Regions from separate parts of the Mus musculus genome. Here regions 2, 3, 4 and 5 are each linked to region 1. A link is a contact called in public ChIA-PET and promoter capture Hi-C data. All regions are on one chromosome and are shown on one strand. Each heading gives the region's core, a stretch centred on a gene start, on an enhancer-like site or on the middle of the called end of the contact. The rest is flanking DNA. Distances are from core to core; before and after follow the strand shown.

Region 1 (2,901 bases), core at 261-2,760:
CCTTTAGATTAACAATTTTGTTGAAAAGCTCAGGACTTAGCACTAAGGCTATGTATGCCAGACTGCTCTTTAACTCTTCAACTCTCCAAGTTAACCCTCTCAAGCACTTACTGAAGTTAACCAGACACCCCCTACAATTGAATACATTCCTTTTGGCCTATGCCTACCTGTGTCAGTCCTCACTGTGAAGGATCCCCCAGCTGAGGACTCCCAGGCATACTGCTCATCGTCGTTATGCTTCGTGATGACAGTCACTTTCTCAGCAACCAAATAGGCAGAGTAAAAACCAACACCAAACTGGCCAATCATAGAGATATCTGCACCAGCCTGCAAAGCCTCCATGAAGGCTTTGGTGCCCGACTTGGCAATGGTGCCAAGGTTATTGATCAAGTCGGCCTTGGTCATTCCAATCCCGGTATCCACAATGGTCAGGGTTCGGTCCTGTTTGCTGGGAATGAGATTGATGTGCAGCTCCTTCCCCGAGTCCAGTTTACTGGGGTCCGTCAGGCTCTCGTAACGGATTTTATCCAGAGCCTATTAAGAAAAGATTAAAAATGAAAAAACCGTCAAGCGCAAACCCCAAGGTGAAATTTTCAGGGAAAGCAACGTCCAATCCTCCAAGTGGTATACTCACGTCCGATGAATTGGAGATGAGCTCCCTCAGAAAGATCTCTTTGTTCGAGTAGAAGGTATTGATGATCAAGGACATTAACTGGGCAATTTCTGCCTGAAAGGCAAAGGTCTCGACCTCCTCCTCCTCCATTGGTTGGTCTTGGGTCTGGGTTTCCTCAGGCATCTGGAACACAGAGGACGACTCTAAAGCCTCACAGAATGGCTGCAGGCGTGCTAACGACCGCCCCTCCTCTATAGAGGTCTCTTACCGACTCTATTTTGGACTAAGAAAGGGACGAAATAGAAAAGGGCGACGGGGCGGGGGGTGGATGACAAAGGGATGACCTCATTTCAGAATGCGGTAATTACGAAGCGCATGTGCGCGCCTCCGGGAGGACGTTCGGACCCGGGCGGCTCCACGCACGCCGTTCCTAACGGCCACCCTCCCCCAACCCGCCGCTATGGCGCCTCCCTCGCCCGCCCGCGCCTCGGCGGCACCGGCGACAGCCCAACCCTCGCTTCGCTCGCCCCGCGCCCGCCTCGCCGCCGCCACCGCTCCTCCTCGGCGGCCATTGCCGCATCCCCGGCCTGGGGCGTAGATATGAGGCCCGCCTGGGGCCTAGGGTCGGAAGCCATGGCCGCCCACCTCCGCGGGCTGAGGGAACTCGGATGGTGGCCCCGCTGCCGCCGCGGCGCCAGCAACCTACGGCCCTGCTCCCCAAGCCCCCGCTAAGTCCGCCTGCGCCATCACTCACCGTGGCTGAATGAACACGCACGAGACGTGACGCTCCGCACCAGGACACTGAAGCAACTGGCGCGCCGCCCCCTGCGCCGGCCTTATATAGAGGCGGGCCCGCCCAGCGCGCGGCGCTTCTTTCCAGAAGCCTCCGGAACCTTCCGGAAGAACCCTCCCCAACCGTCGCCTCGGCCGCGCGCCCGCGCCTGCGCAATGGACGGGCCCCGCCCCTCCACCTGGAGCGCGCCGAACCCGCGCGGAGAACGAACGCAAGCCCCTCCTCCACAGCCAGGTGCTCTGCACATGCGCAGTCCGGAACGCTCGGCGGGCCGGGCGCCTTCCCGGGCCGCACGCGCGCGCGCGGACGGGCCGGCCAGCGCATGCGCCTGAAGCCTCCATGTGAGCCCTGTGGTCTAAGGCTTCTTTTCCCCGGCGCTCTGTAAAAGGGACGTCCCCATGGGAACGCGCGCGTGTTGTGTGAACCTCGCGGTCCTCTGCGGCGCTTTAGGTCCTTGCAGGCAAAAGGTCCCCCTTCGGGCTCCCTTTGGGAACGCGGACCCCGCAGGAGGCGAGTCCCGCCCCCCCCCTGGCTTCCACCTTGATGGGTGGGGCGCCTCCCGGACTGGGGTTCTGGTTGCGTAGTCTGAATTTCAGGGCTGACCCCGCTGGAGTGTGTTCTGAAGCCTTACAGTGGGCTTACTGAGAGACCTTACACGGTGGGTCTTACAAATCCGTCCAGAGTGCTTGGGGATTTCTCTTTGACCAAAAGCTATGACCCTCAAATTGGGCGTTGTGAGGGATTTTGTATCAAATTTGTGCTACCTTAATTTACTGTAATTTTGGGGCTGGAAAGATGGCTCTTCCAGTAAAGGTGCTTGGGTTTGATATCTGCCACCCAGAGCGTGGGAAAAAAAGCTAGCCTTCAGCGCTGTGTCTCCCACGTGCCCATACACACACACACTCGCACAGTGTGAAAATAAGTGTAAAGGACTAGAGAGATGGCTGGGAGCAGTTAGTGGTGCCAAACACGCACGTTAAGGCAGCTCACAACCACCAGTTACTACAGTTCTTGGAAATAAACTATCCTCTCTGGCCTCCACGGGCACCAGGAACACACATGGTGCACAGGCACACGCAGTCAAAAAATGGTCATATAAAACACTCTATCCTGATTTTTGAAGCACCTTCATATGGTGTACATACGAAGTTACTTTGGGCGATTAACGTGACCCAAAAGATAGTTTCCTTGTTTGTTTATCTTTAATATAGGCTTCGGTTTCACTCCCCATACCTTTCCTTTGGGTTACTCCCACCCTGTATTTCCTATTTCCGCATCTTTTCCTGCTGACAAAACGATTACTAAGATTAGAAAGAAAAGGGCTGGAGAGATAGCTCAGTGGTTAAAAGCATGGACTGGTCTTCCAGAGGACCCAGGTTCAATTCCCAACACCCACAAGGCAGCTCACAGCTGTCCATAACTCCAATATCTGACACCTTCACACAAACATACATGTAGGCAAAACACCAATACACATAAAATAATAAATAAAAGC
Region 2 (2,901 bases), core at 204-2,703, 880 kb after region 1:
TGGAGCAAACATTTGATTCAGAGGCTTTCCTCTGCAGTCCTCTGCTTAACCAAAAAGGGAGAAAGAGAATAACATTTAATAACCCATCTGGTGCCCCGAGCACACCCCTAAGAGGGTGAGATAGGAGCTCTGAGTGCGTCTTGGCCCCGGCTTGTTTTGTCTTGGGACCCTCTGGCCTCTCTGGATGTGATGCTGGTGTTTGAAGATCTGTTGTTTCACAAAGCAGGATACACCAGGATATCGGGGTGTTGGGGGGGCAGAACCAAAGCAAGCAAACAAAACATAAGAAGGAAAGAAAGCAAAGTTTAGTCACTCACAAGTTTAGCCATTTCTAAAGCTGTAGGAATGGGGTTCAGATCCTTCTATAACCAACACCACCGATGGCCTGGGTAAAGTAACCAACTTACCCAGACTTTAGGTCACGTGCTGTGCCTGAGCATCTTATGCGGCTACACTGAGGCTTAATGAATAACCGGCACAAGGTGGACTATTAGTAACAGTTTGTCTTACCCCGGCTCACATAGCCCTCCCTCCTCTACCAATGGATTCTCTCCTTAGAAGACATAAAGAGGTGACACGCTGAGCAGGCCTTCTAGAAGAGGCAGCATATTCAGAGTTCCACCTGCAGGTCACTCCCTGGTCCAAGCCTGTAGCAATATCGCTCTTCAGAAGACTGAAGTAAGAGAGGGAGAGGCGAGAGAGGAGGAAGGAGAAAGGGACAGAGGGGAAAAGTGAGGGATAGAGGGAGTGAGAGAACGAAAGGGAGAGGAAGAGACAGAGAAATATTGATTATATAAGCCCCTACCGGCATTTAGGATCTGATCCTGGGGGCGTCTACGTGATCTCATCGAGTCCCTCTTCCCAGCTTTTTGTGCTACCTTGTTATTTTATACTTCACTCTTTCATCCGAATGGGTATTCAATTGAGCCGGCTCCGATAACCAGTGGCTCCTTAGTCAGAGGCAAAAAAGTTCTTTGGCTGGATGCTAGATGCCTCGGTTACGAAGCAGGAGCCTGGCTCCTTCCTCTTCAGCTAGACCAGTGACTGCTGCTTCGCTGCTGGAGCTCCATCCTTTGCAGCGTGGCCGCGGGAAAGAAAAGTCAATTTTTGCAAACAGTAGGCTCTTCATGTGTAGTATAATCCAGACAGCCTAGATCTGTACTCTGCAAATGCCAGCCCAGCAGTCGGGCACAGGATGCCCTCTAGGGAAGTGGTCCGGAGGGGTCAGGGATGCCCAGGCAATCTGGACCATTGGAACTCTCCGCCCGCTAGAGAGGAGACCAAGCAAGACCTTTCCGACGGCACCACCCCCTCAGACCCAACAGGACGAGTCGCCCCTAGCAACAGCAGCCGGCAGCTAGCTCCGACCGCGCTGATTGGCGGAACTCCAGGCGGCCGTAGCGTCACTTCCGGCAGCCGGAGGCAGCGGAGGAAGCCGAGGCGCGGCCATCTTGAGTCTGTAAGGCTCCTGAGGTGCCGGGAGCGGCGGTGGCAGCCGGCAGGGCGAGGCCGGGCGGAAAGCGAGCCGGAGAAGGGAAAGCAGCCGGGCGTGGGCGCCTCCTCCGCGGCTCCCTCCATGGTCGGCGCCTGCAGGCCGCGGCGGCCTGTCTTGCGCTCCATCTCCGCTCCATCCTCCTGCGCTGCTGCCTCTTCAGGGGCTGCCGGCCGCGCCGTGTCGAGCCCCCGGGGCTGAGCTCCGCGGCGCTGCGGCTGCGAGCGGCGAGGAGGCGCGGGGCCCGCGAGGCCCGTGAGGTGCCCTGAGGCTTGCGGCGGCGGCCAGCCGGCCCGCTTCCAGTGCGGCCGCCGGCGCTGGGGGAGAATGAGCCCCGGGGCCCGCGGGCGCACGGCCCGGGCCAGGCCGGAGATCTAGACTCCGGCCAGGGAGGGCAGGGCCCGGAGGCTCGCGGCCGCTGCTCGCCGGCCGCCCAAAGCTGGGCGGTTTTGTTTTCGCCTTGGCGTTGTGCGGAATCAAAGCGCAATAAGATGTCCACTAGGACCCCTTTGCCAACGGTGAATGAACGAGACACTGAAAACGTGAGTGGACTGCGCTGCAGGGTGGCAGACCCTCAGGGTGGTAGCAGGGGGATCCAGCCCAGATGCTCCAGGCAGGGGTCAAGGCGCAGCCCTGTCCTGCGGCGCGCGTGCGGCCTGCGCGCTGTCCTTACGGTCGGCTGAGCATTACCCGTCCGTGCGCTGCTGCGGCCAGTGCGCGGTTGAACACAACTCTCCTCTTAACGTCGGGCAGGGTCTGAGCCTGCCAGTCAGACCTAGGTGCAGATTAATAGGATCCAATCGGGTCGAGCGGAGCGCCCTTTAAAAGGGGACTAAGTTTAATGACAACTGCCAAAACTAAGTGCCCCGTGGAGAGATCCTTGTGGGCCCCCGTAGTTCCCGCACTCACAAGAGTAGTTCTCTGCTCCAGAGCCGCTGCCTTTATCAAGGAGTAGCTTCCCGTCCTTGGCAAAGCTAAATCTGTTCGGAAGCAGCGGGCTGAGTGTTTTGAGAAGCAGATGTGAAGCTCTGCTCTGTTCTGCTGCCCGGCCGAGGGACACCCACTGGGTTGCCTTTTCCTTCCGCTGCAAAAGGTTGGCTTGGAGTAGCTCTCAGGCCCGGTCCAGTGTGCACACCCAGCAAATCTATGTAAAAGGATTTTGTTGGAAAGGACCTGCAGAACCAAACCAAACCACAGCCTGGAGCAGCATTGCTAGGGAGTGACAAACGTGTAGTAGAAGTTCTACTGAAGAAATGTTTGACCTGCCCAAGTGTTTTTTGAACTCTTCTTCCGCATCGGATTCCAAAGTGTTCCAGCCTAGCTTTGTCCTCTGTAAAGCATTTAGTAAATAACTTGTAAAGAAACTTCACTGGCCTTTCATTATGCGGAGCTATGAGGTAACTGCTGGC
Region 3 (2,901 bases), core at 202-2,701, 750 kb after region 1:
TATCTGTTTGAAATCTGGAGCTGGATCAATAGAGCGGAGGCTGGATACTCTGGGGAGGTCATACGATGTGTCGAGAGGCCGCTAGGAGGTAGAAGGCTGGAAGTAGAAGGCCTGGGTTCTCATCCTCTTTCTATATTTGGATGGGATTGTGGGTACAGTCCTAGGGTCTTTGTCTTCCCTTGTGGAGCAGAGGCAACACCCAGCTTGGACCCTGGAGGCTCAATAGAAATATCACCCATTAGGACCTCAGGGAGAAGAGGAAGCGTGCGGTTTGAGTTTTGAGACAGGCTCTCATTGCGTAGCCCTGGCTACCTGGAACTTGCTCTGTAGACCAGGATGGCCTCAAACTCAGAGATCTGTCTGCTCTGCCTCCCAAGTGCTGAGATTGAATGTGTGCACCACTCCCGCCCGGCAGCCTTCTGTTCTTGCCTCCTACAACCTACCATGGTATAGGATGGAGGAGAGTCTTCTTAAACCTGGCACTTGGCCACTGCTCCCCAGGAGGAAGAGGAAGTTCTGGGTTTCCAGGGACAACCCCTTAACATAACCCACCCACTCAGCTGCCCTTCCCTCTTTCCTCAAAGCTCTGTGCTTAGACAGGCAGGGAAAGAAGAGAGGGCCCAAACAAAAGATGGGGAGGAGCCGAGCTCCAAGTAGAGGCAAAAAAGAAGCTGGTGTCTAGCAGGGAAATTCCTGAGTGAGCCCATCTTCCAGAGGGCAGAAATTCCCCTTTCTACACTAGCCTACAACCCCACCTTCCCCAAGGTGGGAAGACCCCCGAGAAAAGACCCCCGAGAAAAGGCCCGCAGAAGGGAGTGCTGAGGATCACCCCCAGCCCCATCCTGGAAAATCTTGTCACTGGGAGCCCTGGAGAAGGAGGCTCAGGTGAGGGCTGTCTGTCATTTCTGTGTAACCTCAGGATAATGATGAAGATGGGCCCCATCACTCAAGGCTTGGTGATGAGAGGTTTTGAGAGGTCCCACTACCAGTCGTGTGCCCAGCTGCCTTAGGACACCTCCTCCGGGAAGCTTTCCTTCCAGACTTTCAAGGACACAGGGGTGCTCAGAGCGGTAACAACACTTGGCAGAGGCGTTGAGATGGAAGAGGGCACTCCCCAGACCTAAGTAGGTGCTGACTGTGTGACGCGGGACAGAGGCTTTGTGCGTGCGCCCCTGCTAGGTAGCCAATCAGAGACCGTGGTGCGACAACAGCTCTCCGCTAAGCGGAACTCGTGGCTCCCTGTGCACGCACATCAAGACCACTCTTTCCAGGCTATTGGGAACAGCAAAGTGACCCCGCCCCTCTCTCTACCGGCCCGGCCCCGCCCCCAACACTGGACTCGCCGGGCCGAGGCGTCCGCCAGCGGATTTTCCGCGGTTGCGGTTGGTGGAGCAGGCAGAGTCTGGGCGGAGCCTGCGACTATTTTAGGAGGGCCCCTCCAGGGTCGGGACTAAGGCGTCCTGTCCTGGACACAGTAAGTGACCTCTGCCGCTGTGCCTCTGTCCCTGCCGCTCTACGTAGCTTCCCTTCCAGTCCTGACACAGAGTGTCGGACAGGATTCGCCGGGGGAATGGCCCTGAGTGGCCAAGGGGACGCGGGCGGGATATTTCGAGGTCCCTTGACCTCCAGCATACGCACTGCTAGGGACTTACAGGCGTTACTCTGAGCCCCTCACACCAGGGTCCGGAATCCCCGCGCGCAGCGAAAGTTTCTTAAGTGTTGTAGGGACTGGGACAAAAGTGAGGGAGTCTCGGGTTTACAAAAGGAAGGTCCCAGCACCCGCGGGACTCCCTGTCCGGATGATCTCTTGTGGGGCAAGAGTCAGTAAGTTAGTTGCAAGATCAGTGAGGTTCTCTGTGGTGTCTAGAATTGAGGGAGGTGACACCATCCAGCCACCAGATGCAGCCCTCCCATGTGTCTCTGAGACCCCTTCGTGCCTCTGCGGGCCCGGCTTGGTGATGCTTTAAACAGCATCTCATTACTCCTGCTGCCTTTCCCCTCTGCAGTCAGGGATACAGGGGAACTTGCTTTCTAAGGCCCACCCAGTGCCAGGCTTCTGATTTTGCCACATCCTCTGAGCAGCACTGAGAAAGGAGTGAGGGGAGGGCTCGTTCTCATTTTACAAACGGGAAAACCGAGACATACTGAGGAAGAATGTTGTTTAGCCCTAATCCTGGTGAGAAGTGTAGCTGAGCCCGCAGATGCTCCTCCCTTTTATACCAATAGCCTCTGACACTGAAGGGCAACTGGGGCCAGACATTCAGGTCAGCAGCTCCATCAGCCAGGCCAGCCCTTATGGGTGTTTGCCATGCGAGTGGGATAGGTTGGCACAGGCTTTAAAAACTGCCTGGCCCTATCTCAGGCCTCATGAGGTTAACGAGAGAGAGGGCTCTCTCTGCTCAGGGCACCTGGTGAGGATGATAAGAGCTGGGGTAGAGGAGCCCAGGCTTTCTGTCCAATCAGGGTGCTTTACCCATGCCCCAGTTATGAGATAAGCCCCTCAGGAATCTATCCCGAACCTGGGCAGTTGAGCTGGTGGAGGCGGAGATGGTGTGGGAAAGGGCCCTTAAAGTGTGTTGTGTTTGGGCAAGCACCTCCCCTCCGCAGTTTCCGGGGTTCTCCTTCGTGATGGTGGGTCTTCCCACTTGCCTTACCGGGAGCTGTTCCTGGATCACGCCAGGTCATTTTGAAGAAATGAAGCTACAGCTTGGGGTTTTTATCCTTGAAGGATGGGGCAGGGAAGCCACCTCCTGGTAATGGGTCACACCGTTTACCAGAAAGGCCCTCCTCCTGCCTGCTCCCTCCCTCCAGGCTAGCCCTGCTTCCTCGGGTGGTCTTCCTTGCTCTGACAATCCACACACACAGTCAGGGATGTGGAGGCCTGAGAAAAGCCAGTCCTTT
Region 4 (2,901 bases), core at 300-2,799, 720 kb after region 1:
CTATACGTGAGGGGTTTTGTGGAGGAAATTCCTAGAAAAATCAAAGATTTATAGCTGGCGGGGGAGAAAGGCCTTCTGCAGGCGTTGATCACACAGGATCCTTGCCTGCTGCTGAGGTACTGCAACTAGGGGGGCTCCTTTTATTCTCATGTTCCCACGCTTTGCCCACCCTTCTATCTATCTTGCCTCAGAGAGCTTACCTAGTGTGCTATCTTAGTTAGGGTTCTATCGCTGTGAGCAGATACCATGACCAAGGCAACTCTTATAAGGACAACATTTCATTGGGGCTGGCTTACAGGTTCAGAGATTCAGTCCATTATCATCAAGATAGGAACATGGCAGCATCCAGGCAGGCATGGTGCAGGAGGAGCTGAGAGTTCTACATCTTCATCTGAAGGCTGCTAGCAGAACACTGACTTCCAGGCAGCTAGGATGATGGTCTTAAAGTCCACACCCACAGTGACACACCTACTCCAACAGGGCCACACTTCCAAATAGTCCCACTCCCTGGATGGAGCACATACAAACCACCACACTCCACATGCTATAAAGAAGAGAAAACTGGACAGACACATACAGAGGAAAGAACACATAAAGAGAGAGAGCACCAGGCACGATGGCACATGCCTTTAATCCAATTTCTGTGCTTACAGAGCCAGCCTGGTCTACATAGTGAGCCACAGGACATAGAAGAATACATAGTGGGACCCTGTCTCCAGAAGAAGTAGAAGAGGGGGAGGAGGAGGAAGACGAAGGAAAGGAGGAGGAAGAGGAAAAAAGAGGTAGCCTCAGAAGAGTCAAGACCTTAGCCCTCAGGTCCCCCAAACCGGGAGAGTATAGCCTGTGTGGCGCTGTGTTCTCACAGCCCAGTACTGAGTACTCAGTACTGAGTACTGTAACCAGAGCATCCATACTGTACCCAGGTACAGAGCAGGTCAGTCATGAATGTGTCCTTGGATTTCCTCCAAGTTTTTTTTCTTAAGACGCTGACTGTGGAATCCCCCTGAAATCAGGGGACGTGCCTCTTCTGAAATCTCCATGGCCCTCTCCGAGAAAAGCTTCCTGTCTGAGTCTTTGTGAAAGCAGAAGGCCTGAGTTCCGAAGCCATTCACAACAGCCCCTCCTCCACGCTGTTCATGCTGCGCTGCTTCTGCCTAGAAGGCTGCCTGTCATTCCTGAGTGTGAGCCCCTGCGGTCCCTCGGTCCTCTCCCACCAGCACTCCGGAGCAGTGTATGGCTCACACCTGGTGCCCCAGGCATTACAGAAAACTTCCCTAACAGGTCTCTGCTCTCTGCTTCTCAGCTCGGGCAAGCATAGGGGGCACTGGAGTGAACGTCCTAGACTGGCCTGGAGCTGCAGCCCTTGGCTGGAGAGAGGAGACTTTCTGGGCTTGAGCACTAGGGGGTAAAAACCTCCCATTTATCTTACCTCTGGCAGTGGTCAGGATCTGACAATCCTCGGTGGTCCCCAGCCCCCGCTGCTGCATCCTCCTCCCCTAGCCCCACCTCCCTAACCTCTCCTCCACTAATCTCCACCTCCCCAGCTTCCCTTAGGGCCCTCCCTAGCCTCCCCTCCCCAGTCTCTCCCTGTCAAGCTCCGATCAGGCTCAGGCAAGCTCCGGGACTGTGGCTGATCAAAGGTTAGAGTGGTTGTCTCTGGAATGAAAGGGGTGGAACTTTTCTGAAAGCGAAAGTATGGGGTCCGAGTAGAGAGTGGGTCAGGGCGGTCCTGTGGCTGGGAAGTCCCAGCTGTTGGTCCACCAGTTGGGCTGTGCTGGCAGCCATCTCTCTCCTGGACCTGGTCTCAGGATCCTGCTTGGCTGGCTTGCTTAGGACCTCTGCTGCCTGGGTGCAGTTGTCTGCGTGCCTATCAGGTAAGACCCAGCCAGGTGGGGCAGGAGGATGTGAGGGTGTTTGGGGCCGTGGGTGGGGACCCAAGAGGCTGAGACTACTCTGGCTGTGTTAGTTGGCTTTGTTGTCAAGGGTCTGGGCTCCAAGCCCAGGACGGCTGAACTAGAATACCAACTCAGCCACAGGAGATATACGCACATCCGAACACATAAACAGCCACACACACTTGCAGAGAGCAGAGACATCCATGAGGCCTACAGACACAGACACGGAAGACGCACACACATATTACAAGACAATCACACACACGGCGAGGCACTGGAGCTAGCTAGCACGAAGATCTGAAAGAGGTACCACAGGTTCACAATCATGGCAGGGCCACACCATTCCTTGGGTACCTGACATTTATTTATTGGCCCCATCATGGGTCTGAGCCAGGCTCATTCCTTGCTCCCTGGAGGCTCCTGGCCAAGTGGCAGAAAGATCTCAGATCATATAACTACTATCTAGGGCTGGAGCTAGACCCAGAAAAGGGTGAGCTTCTCAGAGGAAGAGCCCCAAGGAAGCTCTCAGCAGCTGGAAGATGAGGGGCAACTCCCAGAAAGGCTTGGACAGGGAATGAGTCCTGGGACGCAGAGGGGCAACAGAGAAAAGCAAGACAAACCCGAGGAAAAGCCTTGTGTGCCTACTTAAGAAGTCTGTCCTTCAGTGAAAGTCTGTCCTTCAGTGGGGGGTGGCTACCAGGGATGTTTTTATTTTGGCAACTGTGAAGGGAGCCTGTGTCTTTTTTAAAATAGGCCTGGCTGGCACATAGAACAGCTACTGATCGTGTTTGCAAAATCAACACATGGAATTTACTAAACTCTTGTTATTCCCATAATAACCGCGCTTAGGATTTTTCGGAACTGCTTGCTTCTGACATTTGCAGCTCTTACTGATTTTCCTAGCTTGTTGATTTCACTAGATCTCGAAGGCGAGCACTGAGGCGGATTGAAACCATATTTTCTTGCCCTGTTCCATATTTTCAGGAAAGGACTCAGCTTGCAGGGA
Region 5 (2,901 bases), core at 295-2,794, 570 kb after region 1:
TGTACAATCCCTCCAACTCTGCCTCCCATCACCCGCACATCCGTCCACCATTCACAAGTGTACCATCACCAGACAGACGTCACAGCATCCATCCATCCGTTACCACAAACTTGACCCCAAGGTGATTCCTCTAACACCCCTACTGTGGCAAAACACCTGGCAAAGGTGGCCTCAGGAAAGAAAAGTGTGTTTGGGCTTACAGTTGGAGGAGACGGCAGGGAGGGCATGAGGCGGCTGGTCATACTGGTATGTCATACACATCGCGCTGTGGTATGGCTCAGGAAGCAGAGAGGAAGACTTTCCACAGTCAGTGCAGGTCTGGCCCGATCAGTGTCTGGAGAGACCTTCACAGCCACAGCCAGAGGTGTGTCTGGGGTGAACCTGCTAAGCTGGCTGTGAAGTCACACCATGCAACCCACCAACCAAACCTCATCTGCCCACAGTTCACCCACACTCCTCCCTGGTATCTTCTTCAGGCATCCATTTTTGCCCCACAGGGACATGTGACTGGGCGGGGCTGGATGACAAGAGACAACTCCCGAGTGACATGTTGACCTCTGGGCTGGGAAGCTTCTTGCCTGGGGTAGCCTCTCATTACCCCGTTTGCCCGATCTCCATCCTCTTTCCGGCCCTGCCAAGGGACCCGCCTCATCTACTGTCTGTTTCCACTCATCCCACATAAAATCTGTTACCTCTCCTCGACCTTCCTGTTACCTCAGCCAACACTCCTTGCAGATGGACCCCACCAGCATCTTCACCCCACTTTCCCAGCATCCTCAGTCTGCCATCCACCAGACATCCCTTCCGGTCCACTCTTCCCCCCCACACACACAACCTAGTCATGTCTACAGCTGCCATCACTCCCACCCAGCCACCACCCACTGTCCCCTACCCACTCATCCACAGCTATCAGTGAGCCACCCTCTACCATTAGCCCAGTCACTCTCCAGCCACTGTCATCCCCATTGCTATCAGGAATTTAACATCCAACACCAGGTGCCACTGTCAATGATGTACTCACAGAAGCCCTCCTCAAGCCACTGCCACCACCGTTTGGTGACTGGCCCACCCGTCATTTCTCTCACTGGTGATTCTCCATTCATCGTGCACCCTGCCTGTCACCTCTAACCTGCCTTCATGGCCAGCCTACCCAGGCACGTCACTCTCTGCCTTAGCTCTCTTTGTTCTCTTCCAGGACCTTCACGCGCCTTTGACATCCCTTCCGGTCTGTTCTGCAACCCACACAATCCCTGCAGAGCACACACCCAGGCTAAGACTTCAGGCCTGGAGAAGATGGGCAAAGATGGCTGAGTTCCAGGGTTCTTGGCCACCTCCACACCGTGTCACCGGGAAAGTCAGGACGACACCCTCTTATTGGGTACCCAGGGTCCTGGGTCCTAAAGGGCAGATGCTAAAGCCGCTGAGAAGATTCCTCCAAGGGCCCTCAGGAGACAGCTGGGCGATCCCAAGGTAAATGTGTAACATCTGGGCGCCCCCTGTCCCTCAGCCCCGCCCGGTCACGTGGGGCCCTCGGAGCGAAGTCCGCATCTGTGAGAGCCTCGGCGGAGAGATGGGTGCTCTGGGCCGGGTCCTGCTGTGGCTGCAGCTCTGTGGTAGGCCCCGTGTCCCCCTGGGTCTGGACCTTGATTGAGGCTGAGGTTTCTCTAGGAAGGGTCGCGATCGCAGGAGAGGTTGGGATATGGAGGTGGCGTTGGCAGCCTGCCTCAATTTCCCGGTCCTCTGGCGTGGGTTGGTAAAGTTTCCAAAGCCCAGGAAGTGGAGAAACCGCAGCCTATTCCCGTGGACCTCCCAGCCCCTGGCGCCTCCTCTGTGCACAATCGGGACAGGGTCGCCAACTCCGGGCTCTGGGACCCCTCTCTGCCCCAGTGAGCTTCCCGCCAGAGCTCTTTCCTAAGGGCCGATTCCCCTCCGACCCCCCCCCCCCCGGGCAGTCAGAGTGCTGTGAATAGAGACGACGTTCCGAGGGAGGAGAAGGGCATGTTTGCGCGGGTTCTGTAGATCAGCTAAGAGTGCGCCTGAGAACGCCGCGGTGGGGCCTGACCGCCTTGCGCTGTGTGCACCTCTGCCGCGCCTCTTTGGAAAGTCGCCTTCCCAGAAGGCGACACTCAGCCTTCCTTTCTTTAGCAATGACTCGGGCCGCCTACAAACTTTGGGTCCCCAATACCTCCTTCGATACTGCCTCCAACTGGAACCAGAACCGGACCCCGTGCGCGGGAGATGCGGTTCAGTTCCCGGCGGACAAGGTACCTTGGTGGGGGGTTGAGGGGATGAACTGGAGGTGGGGAGGTCGGTCAGCCTCGCGCCTAACGCCACCTCTTGCTGCAGATGGTGTCGGTCCTGGTACGAGACAGTCACGCCATCTCGGATATGGTAAGGCTCGGGGCTGTGGCCTCAGCGGGCATGGCTGGCCCTGGGTCGTGCGCCGCCATGGAGCCTCTGGGTAGAGACAATCTCTGGGAAAGGACATCAGAGAGTACGTGGGGTCTCCCAGTCCAGCTCCACTGTCCCCTCCCCCACAGTATCTAAGTGCAGGGTGGGCTCTGGGAAACGTGCCTGCCCTTCCCTTCCTGGAGGCCATGTTAACAAGCTACCAGTGGCCCAGCTAGCCGGAGGGTGAGGAGCAAGAGGTTAAACAGCCCCTGCCTCCCCTCATGCTAAGGCTATGTGCTTTATAAATAAAGGCTGATGGTCCCGAGACCCTAGTTCAGACCCTGTGGTTGGAGCTAAGAATGAACTCTCTCTCTCTCTTCCTTTCTTCCTTAATTCCTTTTCTTTTGGTTTTTCTAGACTGTGTTTCTCTGTGTAGCTCTGGCTGTCCTGAAACTCACTCCGTAGACCAGGCTGGCCTCGAACTCAGAAATCCGCCTGCCTCTGCCTCCC

Evidence for each region. Promoter capture Hi-C pulls out the DNA fragments that hold promoters and counts their contacts. ChIA-PET counts read pairs in DNA pulled down with a chosen protein or histone mark.
Region 2: an RNA polymerase II ChIA-PET map of effector CD8 T cells shows a contact between it and region 1, with 18 read pairs. The contact joins the promoter of Mark3 here to the promoter of Hsp90aa1 in region 1. A contact is called at or near these places in 3 of 39 promoter capture datasets (cranial neural crest, liver and pre-B cells) and 2 of 115 datasets of contacts at active chromatin or transcription factors (effector CD8 T cells and pancreatic cancer cells).
Region 3: a promoter capture Hi-C map of liver shows a contact between it and region 1, with 5 times the contacts expected there. The contact joins the promoter of Tnfaip2 here to the promoter of Hsp90aa1 in region 1. A contact is called at or near these places in 2 of 39 promoter capture datasets (both in liver) and 1 of 115 datasets of contacts at active chromatin or transcription factors (pancreatic cancer cells).
Region 4: a contact with region 1 is called in a promoter capture Hi-C map of liver, with 5 times the contacts expected there. The contact joins the promoter of Exoc3l4 here to the promoter of Hsp90aa1 in region 1. A contact is called at or near these places in 3 of 39 promoter capture datasets (hippocampal neurons and liver) and 1 of 115 datasets of contacts at active chromatin or transcription factors (pancreatic cancer cells).
Region 5: a contact with region 1 is called in a promoter capture Hi-C map of liver, with 4 times the contacts expected there. The contact joins the promoter of Amn here to the promoter of Hsp90aa1 in region 1. A contact is called at or near these places in 4 of 39 promoter capture datasets (hippocampal neurons, liver and pre-B cells).

The regions. Positions count from the first base shown.
Region 1 is chr12:110,694,885-110,697,785 of GRCm38.p6, forward strand. It overlaps Hsp90aa1 (heat shock protein 90, alpha (cytosolic), class A member 1), which reads right to left and starts at 1,511. Exons shown (of 11, transcript NM_010480.5): 1 at 1,368-1,511; 2 at 635-796; 3 at 168-534. The coding sequence starts at 796.
Region 2 is chr12:111,573,068-111,575,968 of GRCm38.p6, forward strand. It overlaps Mark3 (MAP/microtubule affinity regulating kinase 3), which reads left to right and starts at 1,454. Exons shown (of 18, transcript NM_001370744.1): 1 at 1,454-2,034. The coding sequence starts at 1,984. It overlaps 2810029C07Rik (RIKEN cDNA 2810029C07 gene), which reads right to left and starts at 1,335. Exons shown (of 2, transcript NR_045295.1): 1 at 806-1,335; 2 at 1-673.
Region 3 is chr12:111,441,210-111,444,110 of GRCm38.p6, forward strand. It overlaps Tnfaip2 (tumor necrosis factor, alpha-induced protein 2), which reads left to right and starts at 1,452. Exons shown (of 12, transcript NM_009396.2): 1 at 1,452-1,474.
Region 4 is chr12:111,415,881-111,418,781 of GRCm38.p6, forward strand. Exoc3l4 (exocyst complex component 3-like 4) reads left to right here and starts at 1,550. Exons shown (of 14, transcript NM_001289487.1): 1 at 1,550-1,874; 2 at 2,880-2,901.
Region 5 is chr12:111,269,552-111,272,452 of GRCm38.p6, forward strand. It overlaps Amn (amnionless), which reads left to right and starts at 1,545. Exons shown (of 12, transcript NM_033603.3): 1 at 1,545-1,613; 2 at 2,146-2,264; 3 at 2,347-2,391. The coding sequence starts at 1,571. Gm51960 (a long non-coding RNA gene) reads right to left here. Exons shown (of 3, transcript XR_003950150.1): 2 at 2,269-2,474; 3 at 1-1,664.